Linked DNA regions of Macaca mulatta: region 2 is linked to region 1. The links are chromatin contacts, called in public Hi-C maps. All regions are on one chromosome and are shown on one strand. The core of a region is the stretch at or near the end of the contact, and the rest is flanking DNA. Distances in the headings are between cores, read along the strand shown.

Region 1 (4,735 bases), core at 1,596-4,095:
CTTAGATGACCGTGGCCAAGGAAAAACCGCTTTTAGAAGCTGAGTCTCAAGGCCCCAGGGCTGGAAAGAGAAGCCAGCCTTGGCACCCAGCCTGGGCCTGTGCCCAGGGCGCTGAGGGCTCGGGACTTATCACTCATCAGGCCTCTCCCTGCCTTCATCACCATCTTTGCAGTTACACCTAGTGTTTAAAACTAGCAAGCCTTGGGGAAGAATCCTAACAGAGCATCTTCCCAAGGGCCCTCATCAGATTTGGGGGTGTGTGGGAAAGCCATGGCGGGGGCCGTTACCAGGAGGAGAGTTGGGGGTGAATTATCTCTGCCTATTGCAGCCTCTGGCCTTTTTAGCACGGGCTGGGAAAGGCATCTCCTCCCCCACACCCTCTCTTCCGTGTCTGAGCCACTCTTGTCTCTTTCTGGGCCTTCTTTTATCCTCCCAGAGCACAGAGGAGGATAAGTGACTTGTCCAAGGTCACACAGCCAGTAAGCAGTGGAACCAAGATTTGAACGCTGGCAGCCTGGCTCCTAGGTCAACCACGCTATGCCAAGGCAAACGTAAGGAAGGAACTTCCATCCAAAGACCACCAGGCAACTTGGCCATCAAAGTCTCTTCCATGAAGACAAAGGAAAGAGAAAGGATGGTGAAATTATCCTGGAGTGCTTCCTCACCGGAGGAAGCAGGTGAAGATGACAGCCCAGTAAATGAAAATTCGATTTAAAGCCTTCAGTTTGGATGGTAACCCTCTCAAACCCTTCTTGTTCCTATCAGGTGCCATTACTGCTCCAGACAGGCAGAGAAGGGATGGAGGGAATGATACCCCATTCTTCACCCATCTCACAGGCCAGCCAGCTTGGTGCCTGACACCAGAGAACAAGTGACGGTGAAGCACTTATTGCTCCATAAAAGCATCTTTGGGAATTCTGGCCAGGGTGTTGCTCTGCTAACCAGGAGCCCATGAAATAATAATCCCACTGATTAGCCTCAGTCCCCCAAGCTCTGGCTAGCTCCACCCTCTTGAAGCCAAACCCCCTAGAGGGATTTGTTAAAGGGGTTTGTCCAGAGACTCATAAACCTTTGGACAAGGGAGACCCAAGAGAATCCCCGTAATTCCAGTTTGCTCTAAGCTGCTACCGGAAATGCTGGAGGTCCGAGGGTCTCTGGGCCTAGCAGCTGGGCCTCAGCTCCTCCTCCCACCCTCAGAAACTGGGGGCTTCCCCACCTGGCCAGAAGCGTGGGCACAGACCCCTTGTGCTGGGACCAGTTAAGATGACTCACCACCAAGGGTGTGGGAGATTCTGGGCAGAACACAGGGGCCTGCGCCCTCCTCCAATCCACACAAGAGCTTCTGAGGACATTGTCCAAACTTCCAAACCCCAGCTGGGAGAGGTTTCTGTCTTCTCTGGACTTCTATATTGGGGTTGGGGGGCCTGTGGGGAGGGGTTTTCAAGACCCCATCTTGAGTTTGGAAATCCAAGTCCCAAAGCTTGCTCCTGACAAGGCCTTCTAAGAAGGGTTAGGAGAGAGGCTTCTTCACCCTGCCCATCCCAAAGTGCACAACTGCGGAGGGGGAATTTTCCTGGACAGCTGGGCAAAGATGCAGGTGGCATTTGGAAAGTCTGAGGTCTGGGTTCATTTCCAGCTCCAGCTCACAACCTAGCTCTTCCCTCCTCCTTAGCACCAGCCTCAGGATCAGTCCTGCCGTTCCTGGCCCCTCCCGATCCCAATATCCAGGGTTCCCAGGCGGCTTCCCCACACCCCATCCCCCACGCTGTACTCTAAGCTCTTTTGCACATGGTAACGCGTTAATATCCCACAAAACCCACACACACCCCTGCAGTGGAGCGGTAAGAGGGCTCCCTTTGCCAGCCCTTCCAGGCCAGGGGGGAGAGAGTGGGAGATTAGGAAAAGGAGGAAGAGGATGGAGGGGAAGAGGGCGGGGGAGGAGGCAGAGGCCGCAGAAAGGCCTGAGATGCAGGAAGCAGCTGGGAGTGGGGGGAGGCTTTGTGCCTGAGTTGTTCTCTGGGTCCTAGGGCCCATTGTGTTCACCAGTTTCTGGGATGTGTGGACTGAACCCGCTCACCTGGACCTGTCCAGAGGGTGGACCCTCACACCCAGGGCCCAGGAAGCACCAGCACCTTAGGTGTGTATGCGGGGGGTGCAGAGAGCATCAAACAGCTTTCTGGGTTGCCAGGACAGGGGATGTGTAGGTCACTGTCACCCTCCCCACCCCCCACCCCCACCGGAACACAGTCGCCAGGATCCTTTAAATCAGAGACCCAAGTTAGAGCTCTCACTGGGAAAACTTTGGCCCCAGGCCTCTAGAATTCCTGCTCCCAAACCCTTCCTTCCGGTTTGAGACGCAGGAGTGCCAGGGTAGGGGCCTGAAGACGGGTGCACAGCAGACAGGCGACAGGACATCCTCTCCAGACGTCTAAAGGGGCAGTTTTGATGATCCCCTGCTACTTGGATGACGGGGTCCACCTCCTTTCTTCACGACCCCTCCCCCACCATCGAAAGGTCACCAGCACTGGGCCAAGGTTTCACACCTCCAAGGGTGCCAAAGAGTCCCTGTAGTGAAGTGTTAAAATGCAGATTCCTGGGTTCAGCCTCTGAGATTCTCCTACACAAGGTTCGAGGGAGAGCTCAGAAATCTGTATTTTTACCAAGCGCCCAGCGATTCTGATGCTAAAGCCTTGAAGCACACCGAAGAGCTAGCTCCGAGGACCCTGAAGAATGAACCTCTGCCCCTCCCCACAGACCCCCCTCCCCTCACATTGAGACCATCGTGGATGTACTGCCTCCGCCCAATATTTCATGGGGGTGCGGTTCTGTGGGTTGTGATAAGCCGCAGTCAGAGGTTGTGATGGAAGGGTTGAAGACGGCTGGCCAATGTCCGGGGGCAGAGGAAGGCTCTCAGCGAAGGCTGGGGAGGGGAGGGGATCCGTTCGGGTGGAGGGGAAGGGGAGGGCTCACAGGCTCCGGCCCCGGAAATCCGATCCCTTTAGGACCCAGAGGTGCCAGTCCCCCAGCGGCGGCGGCGAGAAGGGCAGCCGCTCGGTCTCCGGCAGCCGCCGCTCGGGCAGAGCCAGAGAAAGACCGAGGCTCGGGGCACGGGGGGGAGGGAGGGAGGGAGGGAGGCGCGGCGGCGGAGCGGCCCGGGCCGGCGGAGCAGCCATGGGCGCTGGGGTGCCGGGCCCCCCGAGAGCCGAGGCCTCCGGCCGGACTGGGGGACGCCCGGGCTGCCAGCCCCACTGACACCGCCTCGGACGATGTGAGCCGGCGACGCCGCGGCTGCTTCGCGGGCAGGGCGCGCGCTCCCACCGGCCCCAGACGCCGCTTTGCTAATTTGGGTGGGGGCGACCGTACCAGGCCGCTTGGGCTTTTGAAGCGGGGCTGGCTGTCTTCGGCAGCTTGACTGGGGGAGGCGACCCACACACAGGGCGCTTGGAGATTTTTTTTTTTTCATTTTTTTAAAAAAGCGGGATTAACTGTTTTTGGCAGCGGTTTTGGGGGGACCCTAAAAAAGGCCTTCTGGGGTTTCTTTTATCGGGGGGAGGGGGCGGTGGTCCCGACTTGGCCAGCCGCCTGTTGAAGGGGGGGAGCGGGGAGCAAGGGGATGCGAACCCGGCTCCCCCCACCATGATGAAGACGGAGCCACGGGGGCCCGGGGGTCCCCTCCGGAGCGCCTCCCCGCACCGCAGCGCCTACGAGGCGGGCATCCAGGCGCTGAAGCCGCCCGACGCGCCCGGGCCCGACGAGGCACCCAAGGGGGCCCACCACAAGAAATATGGCTCCAACGTCCACCGCATCAAAAGTATGTTCCTGCAGATGGGCACGACGGCGGGGCCCTCGGGCGAGGCGGGCGGCGGCGCGGGCCTGGCCGAGGCCCCGCGGGCGTCCGATCGCGGCGTGCGCCTGTCGCTGCCGCGGGCCAGCAGCCTGAACGAGAACGTGGACCACAGCGCCCTGCTGAAGCTGGGCACCAGCGTGTCGGAGCGCGTGAGCCGCTTCGACTCCAAGCCCGCGCCCTCCGCGCAGCCTGCGCCGCCGCCGCACCCGCCGTCCCGGCTGCAGGAGACGCGGAAGCTGTTCGAACGGAGCGCCCCGGCGGCCGCAGGCGGCGACAAGGAGGCCGCGGCGCGGCGGCTGCTGAGGCAGGAGCGCGCCGGCCTGCAGGACCGGAAGCTGGACGTCGTGGTGCGCTTCAACGGCAGCACTGAGGCGCTGGACAAGCTGGACGCTGACGCCGTGTCCCCGACGGTCAGCCAGCTCAGCGCCGTCTTCGAGAAGGCCGACTCGAGGACCGGCCTCCACCGCGGGCCCGGGCTCCCCAGGGCCGCAGGGGCTCCCCAGGTCAACTCGAAGCTGGTCAGCAAGCGGTCCCGGGTGTTCCAGCCCCCGCCGCCGCCGCCGCCGCCCGCCCCGTCGGGGGATGCTCCGGCGGAGAAAGAGCGCTGCCCCGGAGGGCAGCAGCCCCCGCAGCACCGAGTGGCCCCTGCCCGGCCGCCCCCCAAGCCCCGGGAGGTGCGCAAGATTAAGCCGGTGGAGGTGGAGGAGAGCGGGGAGTCGGAGGCCGAGTCGGCGCCCGGGGAGGTGATCCAGGCCGAGGTTACGGTCCACGCGGCCCTGGAGAATGGCAGCACCGCGGCAACCGCAGCCAGCCCCGCGCCCGAGCAGCCAAAGGCCCAAGTGGCCCCGGAGAAGGAGGCGGCGGCGGTAGCGCCGCCAGAGAGGGGGG
Region 2 (4,735 bases), core at 1,283-3,782, 56 kb after region 1:
GGCTCCCCATCCCCTGCAGGGCACAAACACCTACACCCTGTGCCTAACACTCCAGGGGGTGGCATCCTCTCCTCACCCCCAGCTGAACCCTGCTTGCCTTTAACCACAGTGGACAGGACCACTACTGGGCCCATTTGGAAATGCCTCTGGCCTCAGTCATCTCACTTCTCTTTCCTCCCCTCCCAGCACACTCACTTTGAGGGGCTGATCCCGGAGGCAAAGGAGCCTGGGGAACCCATCCCTGCCTAGGACTGGGCTCTGGCTGAGGGGGACTATGGCCAGACCACCACTGCGGTGTCCCAATATTGTCTCTGGCCAGCCCACCTCACCCAGCCTGGCCTGAATGCCCATGTGGGGCTGCTGTGTCTTAATGCCCATCCATGAGGCAAATGGGCCCAAGAACAGGAGTCCAAATGCCACGGTCCTTGTCTGGCATCAAGATGGAGAGGGTGGGGGCCCGAATAAGGCCTTGGCCCAGGGTCAGAGGCCCTGGGTTCCAGTTCATCAGGCTCTGCTTGCAACTCTGTCACCCAGGCCATGCCATCATCCTTTTGAAGGTCTCAGTTTCTCCCATAAAACTACAAGTTGACCAAACTGTACTGTGAGCCCCCAACAGCTGTGGTGTTTCTGTAATGAGGGTGCAGTTTGTGGGGACAGCGGCTGGGGGCTAGGAGTGGGCCCAGGAGGCTTTCCTACATGGGGGAGGCTCAAGACTCAGACAGGGCAGGGGTGCAGGCAGATGAGTCCTGAGGAACAGGTGCCCTGTGTCTCGGCTGCCACCTCCCTGCTCCCGTCGCACCATTGATGCAGCTGCACCCCAAGCCAGGCACTATCAACTCAACTCTTGAGAAACTGCCCCCCACCCGCAGTTCCCAGCTGGCACCATGGAAATAACACGTAGACAGACAGGGCCCACACAATGCCCGTTTCACCCGCCACATTGGCACAGCCTCCCTCCTGCCCCAGGGCCACCCCCAGAATACTGGTAGTGGGCGATCCTGACCTAGCAACCCTGGGGCAGCCAAGGGAGGTATAGGCGGCTTGACTCCACATCACGGTGCCTGGGGCCCCTGCCCAGCTCGGGAGAGGCTGCCAGGCCGGAACAGATTTGATCTTCAAGTGTCCTTGCCTACTGGGGCAGCTAGGGTCCAGCTTCTTCTGTGGGTGGATGCCTACCAGTCAGGGCACTCTCTCCCGCTGGCATCTTCTGAAAGAGCCCCCTTCCCCACTGCCCAGGGGTGTCTGAAACCCTTCGTGCCCAGTCCAGGTCTCTCTCCAGACGGCTGCACCTCTCAACCTTGCCTCCTCACTCCCACCAACAGACCCCCGGTTTCCTCTGGTGGGAGGAGGGGCTCCTACTCCTCCAGTCATGAGGACAACTCCCATTAACCTTTTAGCGTCTGGATACCACCCTACTCCCTTCCTGTAGTAATATCGCAGCTTCACTGCCCCTAACTCTTCAAGACCCCCCATGAAGCCAAGGAAGAAACCTCGGGACCGTCCTTGTAAGTGCCCCCCCATTCCCATCAACAGCCCAGTCGAGAGGCCCCGGCCGGTCCCTCCTTCCCCATTAACTCTTTCCTGTCTGTACCTTTCCAAACAACCCTTCTCTGTCACTCGGGGCCTTTCTTCTCCTCTGTCCCCCCTGGCCCCCGGCTGCCCCTCCCAGCGCCCCGCGGGCCTCCGCTGCCAGCCGCCTCCCGCCCACTCCGTACCGAAGTCCAGAAACTGCTTCATGGACAGCGGGGACGGGGAGAACTTGCTGAAGTGCTCTATGTACTTGGGCGCCCCAGCCAGGGACGCATTCTTGAGCAGCGCCCAGACCCAGCGCATGGCTGCGGCGGCCGCGACTCGGGTTGTGGTCCCTGCGCTGGCAGCGCTCGCGCACCGTTCGGCCCAGCGACGCGATTCGGCCGCCTCCTCCCTACCCTTGCCCTGGCGAGCACTCCAAGGCCCAGCCAATCGGCTCGTCGTGGCGCCTCGACGTCGCCAATGGCCACTCACAAACAACTCCGGGAGAACCAATAGCTTTCCGCCCCGGCACGTGGCTTCCCTCCAGGCCCGCCCCCTTAACCCACGCTTTGCCTGAGCGGCCTGTTGTTTTGGGGAGGCTGCGCCGAGATCCCACCTCCCCTGTGTTCACGCGTCCCTTTCCTCCCGGGGGCGAAGCCGGGGTTAACCCCTTCCTTCCCAGAGCCCCGCCAGCCCTTTCGTTTCCTCTTCCACGCCTGCCTTTTCCTCGCTATCTCCTTGCATCTCCTTCACCCGCCGGCTCCTTTTAACCCTTCCTTTCCAGAATTGTCTAGGTAGCTTTCAACCAATCCCTTTCCTCCAACTCAAAGGTACCTGTTTCACCTGTCATCATCTTTACCTGCCCTCCCTTAACGGGTCTTGGGGATTCCCAGTCCAGATGACAGTGACCCAGACTGCGAATATTTGCAAAATTCGGAACCAGGGTGCAAGCCTATACGAATCCGTCCCGTATATGTGCAGCCCACCCACTTCCACAAAGATCCGAGCGGCTCAGGAAAAGGTGGAGTTTGCTTTTCCAATTGAAAAACATCCAGAGTAAAAACCGTCACGACTAGTGGCGGTGGAGGCGGCAGTTATCGTCCATGCCAGTTAACACTTTCATTTTATTATATAGCTCATCTGACCGAACATAAAGCCTTGGACATCTAGCGCGACCACCTGAGAAAGCCACCTCCTTCGCACCGGGCTTCCTTAGAGCAAGATCCCAGGAGGTGAAGTGTCTCTGGGTGGCCGGGAACCCGTCCTTCATCAGCAGCCCCGCTTCCCTTGGAGAAAACGTGATGCGCCCTCTTGTGGCCGATCGTGGGCTTAGGGCCCGACCCGCCACTTTGATGCTTTCTTTGCTCGGTGACATTAGCCTAAAATGTGTTAGGCTTTCTGCTGGGAACAGAGAACACAGACAGGATCAAGAAATGGCCTTTTTCCTCAATGATTTCATTTCTACGTTTCAGAGATAGCTACATAAGTAAATAATTAGCTATAACTGAATATGATTGTAATATAGACCTCACAAACTTCGCAAATGGAAGGGCCTCTTAGCTGGAAGAATAATAAGCTATATGCCAGGCACTGTCTGCAGACATTATCTCATTTAATTCTCTATTTTATTATTCTTAGCCTCATTTCATAGATAAGAAAGCCAAGACTCGGATCATTGTCAACTGCAAATCTGACCTTATTACTTCCTTGCTCACAGCCTTTCAATGGGCTATTTTTTTTTTTTTTCGGATGGAGTCTCACTCTGTCGTCCAAGCTGGAGTGCAGTGGCACAACCTTGGCTCATTGCAAACTCCTCCTCCCAGGTTCAAGCGATTCTCCTGTCTTAGCCTTCCAAGTAGCTAGGATAACAGGCGTGTACTACCACACTTGGCTAATTTTTGTAATATTAGTAGAGACAGGGTTTCACCATGTTGGCCAGGCTGGTCTTGAACTCCTGAACTCAAGTGATCTGCCCACCTCAACCTCCCAAAGTGCAGGGATTACAGGTATGAGGCACTGTGCCTGGCCACCAATGGCTCTCATCTTCTTACCGGAGCCTTTCCGGTTGTCACACAATTGGCTTTTGCTTAATTCTCCAGACTCCTCTCTCTCCATTCCCCCACGCAGCTCCCAGCCATGCCTGTCTGCTGCCTTGAACCAGCCTCTAATCTCTAAGCCACTGCAAATGCATCTCTTCTGTCTGGATCATTCTTTCTTCCCAGCTTCACCTGCCCATTCTTCAGGTCTCAGCTGCTTAGGCATCCCTTCCTCCTGGAAGCCTTCCCTGATCTTACCAAGCTGGGTCATAGGCTCCCTTCAAGGGCTCCTTAGATCTCCTGATCTTAGCAAATATTTGTAGTCTGGGTCACTGTCATCCAGACTGGGAACCCACAAGGCCCCTTAAGGGAGGACAAGGAAAGATCAGGACACGTGAAACAGGTACCTTTTTGAGGAAAGGGATTGGCTGAAAGCTACCTGGACAAATCCAGGAAGGAGGGGTTAAAAGGAGCTGATGGTAGCTCTTATCAATTGAGTGAAAATTGTTTGCTGACTGATCTGTTTTCCTGCTAGACTTTAAGCTCCATGAGGGCAGGGCAGGTGTTGTATCTGTCTTGTTCACTGCTCTATCTCCAGCATCAGGCAGTGCTCAGCATGTAGTAGGGAGGACAGGGTGAAAAAGAAGACACGGTGAGCAGGGGAGCATACCGCAGAGATATTCCAGAGAACCACCAAACATCCAGTGGGCTAGCAATTAGGACGTGATTGATGATGCTGGTGAGTGCAGTTTTCAAGTACACAGAAGAATATATAGAATATTACGTACAAAAAACCTGGCCCTCACTTTGGGCGGCTGAGGTACGAGGATTGCTTGAGTCCAGGAGTTTGAGACCAGTCTGGGCAGCATAGCAAGATCTTGTCTCTACAAAAAATATAAAATTAACTGAGTGTGGTGGCAGGTACCTATAGTACCAGCTACTTGGGAGGCTGAAGTAGGAAGATTGCTTGAGCCCAGGAGGTCGAGGCTGCAGTGAACCAGAGCCATGATCGTGCCATGGCACTCCAATCTGGGTGACAGAATGAGACCCTATCTCAAAAAAAAGAGGCCTATTTCTGTGCCTAGCAATAAATGGTAGCTATTGCTGTTATTGTCAAAATTAAAGTAACAAGGAAAAGACCATGGCCTCTAAGGCTAGGTGTAGGAGAGGGAAAGAGATTTCCCATG

The links. Hi-C and Micro-C count contacts between places; a contact is called where the count stands out from the background.
Region 2: a contact with region 1 is called in a Hi-C map of cortical neurons, with 4 times the contacts expected there. The contact joins the promoter of PDK2 here to the promoter of PPP1R9B in region 1. A contact is called at or near these places in 5 of 14 Hi-C or Micro-C datasets (cortical neurons, fetal cortex germinal zone, fetal cortical plate and 2 more).

What each region holds. Positions count from the first base shown.
Region 1 is chr16:59,858,694-59,863,428 of T2T-MMU8v2.0, forward strand. It overlaps PPP1R9B (protein phosphatase 1 regulatory subunit 9B), which reads left to right and starts at 2,846. Exons shown (of 11, transcript XM_077971221.1): 1 at 2,846-3,076; 2 at 4,036-4,735. The coding sequence starts at 2,861.
Region 2 is chr16:59,915,089-59,919,823 of T2T-MMU8v2.0, forward strand. It overlaps PDK2 (pyruvate dehydrogenase kinase 2), which reads right to left and starts at 2,533. Exons shown (of 12, transcript XM_028836382.2): 1 at 2,372-2,533; 2 at 1,004-1,158. It overlaps LOC144335601 (a long non-coding RNA gene), which reads left to right and starts at 1,134. Exons shown (of 2, transcript XR_013406548.1): 1 at 1,134-1,505; 2 at 2,648-4,735.